Linked DNA regions of Capsicum annuum: region 1 is linked to region 2. The links are chromatin contacts, called in public Hi-C maps. All regions are on one chromosome and are shown on one strand. Each heading gives the region's core, a stretch centred on a gene start, on an enhancer-like site or on the middle of the called end of the contact. The rest is flanking DNA. Distances are from core to core; before and after follow the strand shown. Region 1 has its middle 160 kb from the start of LOC107873298. Region 2 holds the start of LOC107873298.

The links. Hi-C and Micro-C count contacts between places; a contact is called where the count stands out from the background.
Region 1: a Hi-C map of leaf shows a contact between it and region 2, with 2.0 times the contacts expected there. The contact joins the enhancer-like site here to the promoter of LOC107873298 in region 2. A contact is called at or near these places in 2 of 5 Hi-C or Micro-C datasets (both in leaf).

The regions. Positions count from the first base shown.
Region 1 is chr6:84,733,480-84,737,236 of UCD10Xv1.1, forward strand. No RefSeq gene overlaps it. Among protein-coding and RNA genes, the nearest start is that of LOC107873298, 160 kb to the left of the region's middle. Within about 2 kb of position 1,607, at least 5 of the 5 cell types and tissues checked have an H3K27ac peak or open chromatin away from gene starts, as enhancers often do. A contact at or near this core is called in leaf, where this site is marked.
Region 2 is chr6:84,568,223-84,572,131 of UCD10Xv1.1, forward strand. It overlaps LOC107873298, which reads right to left and starts at 2,136. Exons shown (of 9, transcript XM_016720088.2): 1 at 1,969-2,136; 2 at 835-1,255. The coding sequence starts at 1,048.

The DNA.
Region 1 (3,757 bases), core at 357-2,856, 160 kb after region 2:
GGAAAGTTAAGTGGGTTAACCACTAACCTCTCTTGAGAAACTGACTAAGGCGTCTCTCAAGAAATTATCCGAACTAAGCATTATTTTTAAAATTTGATGGAGTTAAGTATGACTCTATCAAGAACTCTCTGAGGCTAAGCATTGTCTTTGGAAAGTTAAGTGGGTTAAGCACTACCCTCTCTCGAGAAACTGACTAAGGTGAAGCAGTTTTCTTGAAGAGTTAATTGGGTTAAGTACTACCCACCCTCTCCTGAGAAACTGTCCGAAGCTAAGCATTGCTTTTGGAAATTCGATGGAGTTAAACACGACTCTATCAAAAAACTGCCTAAGGCTAAACATTGTCCTCTGAAAGTCGACTGGGTTACTCAAAGACAAATATTATTTTCTATTATTGAACATGCTAAGCATAACTACCTCGACGTTATTAAATGCTATTGCTTTACTGGACATGGTATGGATTAAGCTCAACCTCTTCAAATCTATATGAGCAAAGCATTGTTCTCTCGTAAAAGATATGCTTCCTTATCTCCTCTCATCATTATTGTTACATTATGTTTGTTTTCATCGTATCGTTTAATATTCTATCTGTATTAATCATTTTTTCAAGTGACAAGTAAAATGAAAGACATTTGAGAAGAATTCTCCTTCAATTCTAAAACATAATCCTAATACCTCGCAACCTGTTCATATTTCACCTTTCAAAATCATATGTACACCCATCTCATCGACCTAAGACATCATTGTTTATGCCCATCCTTTATCACTAACAATCTTTAAGAATTTCATTCATTCCTAAATCTAGAACTACATATGACATGATTCTCATAAGACTAGAGATATATAGGTGACTTAAAACAAAAGTCTTGGCCGTATTATTTTTAAAACCACCTCTGGTTGCTTCTATGCTAACAAACTATTTTCTCGGTCGGATAAAATTGGCTACTATGTCAACTTTCGTTGTTCGATAATTCTTTTATCATTCTCAAGCAAAGAAGGGGCAATTGTTGACACCCAATTTTGACCTTCCGATGCTACTCTTATGTTGTTATTTTATTAAAATTATTAATTTTTAATATTAATATTTATTACGTATTATTTTGATATCAACTAAATAACGACGTGTCACATTCATGATTTTAAAAATATACAAGTTATTTTATTACTTTTTATTACCCTTTCTTACGATTTATTAATTCAAATATAATATTTACGTAATTTTATCATTTTTTTTTGTAAATATGCACACATATTCTACAAATATATTATCTATTATTATTATTATTATTATTAATATCGATAATTTTATATAATAATTTTACGTAACATTAATTTTTACATGCTTAGTTTAATTTAATATCGACGTCTTACTATTTTTCTCGTCAGTATCACATTTATTAAAATAGCAGCCCTAATTCAATTCAATTTTCCAGTTTGTTTGTTTTCTAGCCATATTGTATCAAGTTAATGACAATTTTTGTCAATTTTTTGATCTCAAATTAGAATTTAAATTCTAACACATTTTTAGATCATTTTGATCTCAGCTGTTGATAAAAAATAATCCAACGGCTGAGATCCAAAACTTTCTTTCTTTCCTTTTCACCCTCAGACTACCCTAAACCCTAAAATTTTTCCAACATTCGCATTTCCTTCCCCTTTTGCTCTGTCTCCCTTCTCTTCTCTCTCTCTCTATAATGTCAACCACCGCCGATGGACCAGCAACACTTGACTGCCGCCGGCTTCTCCCTCATGCCATTTTCCACCATGGCCGGCGTAAACCCCCACTACTCCATCAATGGGAGGCCAACCATCCATCAAAACTGGCCGCCGCTCAGCCAACGAAGCTCCCAATAACCACTGTTTCAACCAAGAGGTCTCCCCCATATAGCCGGCGCCCTATCTCCCATTCTCGATGAAAACTCGTCCACACGTTCCGACTGACGCCACCAACAGCGGCAACAGCAATAACACCAGTCGTCACCGGTCACTGCTATGGCTCTCACTACCAATATTCTCTCTTATCACTTGTATTCACCAGAGTTGATGACCGGTGAGTCCCAGCCGACTATGCAACGCTCATCGCCGACAGAAAAGTCACGTTGCTACCACTATTATTTTAGGATAAATGCTGTCGAAATCACTAACGCATGACGGATTTACAAAATTCGTCTCAGGTTTTCCTTCCCGATTGAGTTTCTGGTTTGAGTATCCTCATTTTCTTTTGGTCGGTCTTTTAATTGACAATACACAATTTTGAATTATGACTTAATCATGTTTATTTACCGATCTTACTACTGTTTGTTGATTGTTTGTGGATTATTTTGGTTTTCTTGAATTAGGAGCAATCTCTGCCATAAAGATCAAAATTTTTAGTTGAATTTAAAATATGGTTCATAACAATTAAGTGCTAATTTGATTCCCGTGATTTGATCTCCTTGTGATTTGTATCATGGTCGGAGGTTTATTTTTTGAATAATCGCAATCCGTAATGTTTAACATGGGAGCGTTTCTATTATCAGTGTTTTATTGTATTAAGTCATAATAATTTCACTTGTTTATTTATGGAAGTTCAATATGCATTATAAATGTGTGAATAGATTATTATTGTATCTCTTGATTCGGTGCTAATTAAGGGAGTTTTGATTGATTGCCCCAATCCTCGTTTTCCTTATTTTTTGGAATTTGCATGATTTGCTGACCTAATTGAATCAGCCATGGATTTAAGGAAGATTTTTCCTTGACTGAGGGGTTAAAATATTTTCTTTCCTTTTTCTATTCAGATCCTCCATTCCCCCTTTTTATTTTATATAAACAATCTCTTCTTATTTCCTTAGGCACGCTTTAAAACATTGCAAACATTCTCTGTACTCTTTAAACACTATATTTTTCATATGAAAAAGCTTTAAGCGTTGCTCTTAAAACTAGAGGAAATTACTTTATTATTCTTGAATCGCACTCATTTTTGGAGAATTGATCTTCATTTATCTGTGGTAATTCAGTTTGGTTTTCTTATTATTGCTTATTATCGTCAACCGATAAGTTCCTTTCATTGCAATTTTAATACCTTATATAGTGATGCTACAAAACACGCCTTTAGGATCTCTGTTATTTGTACTTCATTTGTTATGCCTTGCTTTCCTTGTTTCTGTGTTTTCGAAGCAACGTAAGGGGTATTCGCTCTTTTTCCTTTGTGCTACTTTATTCATGCCAAACAGGTATAATTAGGGATGCGGAGGGATTCAAAGAGTCGCTGGTAGTTTATGGGAAAATAGGGTAGTTCATTCCCTTTTATTTATTCATTTATTCATTTCTTATTAATTTATTGTATTGTAACAACTTTTGTAAACCTCTTATCATGTAATAATAAATTTTGGGACTGCTTGGGGGTGGGGATTTATGTGCTCTATGTGCTACGTGAATCACCTAGGCAAAAGAATAATCTAGAATCTACAATAAACGTAGTGGTAACATAGAAAGCACGCTTTAAAGGGTAATCAATTAACTTGTGGTTTAAATTAATTGCGATATGTTTTACTTAGTTTTCGACATAGTCACTGATTTCAGTATCTTATGTACCGCCGTTTTTCGTAATATAATTCTCGATGTAAAACAATTTTTCTTAGAAAGCAATTTGTTTCCGACATGTTTTGTTTTAATTTTTCGGTAGCATGAAATCATTCGTTTTGCAAGTTAAAAATGAAGTGTTAGTATGTTTTAATAATTTTCAGCAATACAATTCACTTTTCAACATTAAAAATTA
Region 2 (3,909 bases), core at 886-3,385:
AAACAGAAAGGTATCACAATAGTCTAAATAGATCTGATGCCAGGTAACATACAGCAGTTGTATGAATTTTTATGATAATTTGTCCCAAGCTTTATTAGGACTTGTGGCCGAAAGTAGATAATAAATCTGAAATTCAAATCATTCCAACCTTAGGTTACTTGAAAATCACTCTTGGAACAAATATTATGAATCTTGTACTTTTTTCATGGTTTAGGCTGGACCATAGTCCAATTTATTCTGACAAATATGAAATCAAACTGCTATAAAAGAAAAGTAATATTAAATCTTCGTTTATTATGCAGATGACTGGTATCAAAAAGTCAAATATTTTCACATCCCTCAAATATCATTGAATATAAGTTTATATACTTCCTCCATATAAAAATAATTAAATTATTAAAATATAATATATTCTTTAAAAAAAAAAATCTTACATTCACTATTATTTTTAAAATTATTATTAAATTACTTTTTTATAAAATATGAATTACTTAAAAGGACTTCAATAAATGAAAAGATAAAATTTAAAAAAAAGGGATAAAATAGAAATTTTCAACATGTTCTAGACACAGGGAGTAACAATCACGCTGGCTGGCCAGACACCATCAAAATAAGAAAATGAAAAGACCGCCTATCATAGGAAGTGAAAAACAAACCCTTCTTCTCGCGAATTAGGAATAATCCTATGAAAAACAAACACTTCTTCTCGCGAATTAGGAATAATCTTTCAGATAAATGAATGCCCAAGTGAAAAATTTGTGATGTCGGGAATGAAGTAGGGAAAACTTGAAAGAGAAGGGAAGAAAAATGAGGTTGCGCATTAATTTGACTTACTTGTTGGGCTTGTTGAAGAAGAAATTGCAGGTGAAATTGAAAGGGCACCAAACTCAAAGGCACCAAATGAAGTAAGAGCAGCAAGAAGTAAAGAGGTGAGGCAAACACCACACAGAAAGCCAATCACACAAATCCGGCACGGAAATGAACTTCCTATTTGCAGAGCTCTTTGTGAGACAACTCTTTCCAGAGACCTCTGATTCAAAGCTTCCATGTTTTGCCCCAACAAATGACCATCACTCAAACCTCAGAAATCTTTAATTCTGTGTTCCATGCTTTGCTCGTTCCCAATCAACTTTTTAACTATTTGAACACAGGTATACTTTTCTTCCTACTAGATGAGTTTAATTGGAGTAACAGGGTTTGTGATGATGATTCATGAGGCGCAGTAATAGTTATTGATATAGTACTTTTCTTGCAACTGCAAACTTACAAGAAAATAGCCCATCAGTTTAAATAATATTAATTAGACATTACCTAAAAACACAAGTCGCTAACACTGACGTTGGTGCATCTCTCCCGCAACACGCCACACTCCAGAATAATAAATTTAATCAAAAAGTGGAAACTTCAAAAGCTACAAGTCTTGTCTTACCGAAAAGAAATTTGGATGAAACTCGAAATGCAGAAATAAAGAAACCAAATTCTTACTTGAAATTTTCACCTATCGTTAAGATGGAACTCGGGAAAGGTCTATATTTTTTAAGGGAAAAAAACCTGAAAATTTTATTCAGAAATGATGATCTTGGAAAGATATTGGCTAAATTGTTACGAAATCCACTCGAGGATAGAGGTGGATTCCAATTAATGAAATATACCTGCAATAAAAGAGGAGGTTTTTTTTTTTGTGTGAAATTGAAATAGAGCCAGAGATGACGTCAATCATCACTGACCGACATATAATTTACTGTTGCAAATTGGTAGATAGAAGACAATGATACAACCAGATGTTTAATCAAGAAGAATGATACAACCAGATGTTTAATCAAGAAGAATGATAAGACCATGCAAGCAGACATTTGTGCTTCTTTTCTTTTTGTTTTTTTCCGCTCAAAGGTCTGCAAAAGATAATTTAAAGAAGAAGAAAATAGCTTAATTTAAAGAAGAAGAAAATAGCTGTTAAATTTCTCTCACCAGATACACTAAAAAAGAAACAGAAAATGATCAGTAAGTACATGAGGAGATAAGATAGAATTTTCAGCTGAAGAAAAAGAAAAATCATGTAAATCTGTAGCCCCAGAAGAAATATATATCATCCAGCGACCAGCTGTAGCCTGTAATGTCATTCACTAAATTCTTGCCTTCTTTTGTCAAAATGGAACTGCTCTCACTATATTACATGAGACTCCCACAGTCACACAATGACCGCTGATGGTGACGTGTGCTTTTACAAAATAATCGCTCAATTTTTTTTTTCTTTATAATACACTGGTATACGTACATGTACAGATCATATTAAGATATTATTTATAATTACTTTGTATTAAAATATTTTTTCAAATATATTAAATTATATTATTTTTAAAAAAATTAACTACCATATTGTTTCTTAATGAAATATGAAAAAAAAATCCAATCTCCCACCCATCCCTGCCCCCACCTCCACCACCACCTCCATCTTCACTTCGCCCGCACGCCTCCACTCCCCACCCACCCCCAATCTCTTCCCCCAACCTCTAATTAAATTTATACAAAATAATAATAATAATAATAATAATAATAATAATAATAATAAAATTAAATTTTATATTTTATAATTTTTTATATTATTTATAATTTAAAGATATTAAATTGATTAATATCTGCTCAACCTTATCCCTCTTCCTTCCCCACCTCTAATTAAATTTTATATTATTAAAAATAATATATAACGATAAAAAATATTTTTATGTATCGTATTGCTTACAATTTAAATATTTAAAATCGTCAAAAATATTTAAATTTCTATTCTATTGTTCTTTCATCTCTCATTTAAAATTTATAGACAGTATTATGTGTTTGATCTAATTGCTTCATTTAATTTTTAAAATTAATTCAAATTTCCTCTTGCCCCTTCCTCACTCTCCCCACTCCCAGATAAGAAGAATATTTTTCTCCACTATATTTTCAAAATTAACTCAAATTTCTTCTTACACCCCCTGCCCTCCCCCTCCTCCTGAGGATGAGAAGGACTTTTTCTCAAATAGTACAACAACTCCTCTCTTATATTTTTCAAAATTTTGAAATGGCACTTTCTCAAAAATTATTATAATATTTTTATTCTTTTTTCTTATACATCACATTTTCACGATGATATTTGAATTTGTATTTGTTTCTTATTTAGTATTCATCTATTATGCAAATAATATTATATTGTATTTAAAGTTGTGAAGTTGAAATGTGAAGTATAATTGTGATTTGTGTATTTGACTATTTTTCATTTTGCGTATATTTTTTCTAACTCTAATATTTTAGATCGTTTTTATTCATTTAGGGGTCGTTTAGTAGAGTGTATAAGAACAATGCGAAATATAATATATTAGTAATGCTTGCATTAGTAATACTTGTATTAGTTATATTTGTATAAGTTATGTTGAGATTGTTTTTTAAACATTGTTTGGTTTGATATATTAGAAATAATATATCTTACATAATTTCTATAAAAGAGATGTTTGTTTACAAAAATACCATTCTTTGACTTTGTACACTTTTTATTTGCTATAAATTTTTTTGTCATCTCAAACATAATTAGTATTATTGAACTAGCATATAGAAGCTTAGAATTAATTGCAAGACCATCATCTTTGCGCATGAAATGTTACACGGACGGATTAACATAGTCAAAATAAAAATAAAGTACAAGATGTAAAATTAAAAAATAGTCTCAAGAATCTTTTTTAAAACCCTCAAAATAAAGCAAAAATATGTTGCAGTTATTTAAATCAACTATTCATTGTTTTAAATTAAAATGGTGGAAAAAAAAATTGTGAAATTTTTTTAGAAGACTCACTATTGCAAATTAAAATGGTGGGAAAAAGGAATTGTGAAATAGTTTAAAAGAAAAATTGAGGGGTATTAAGGTCGTTTAATAAGTTA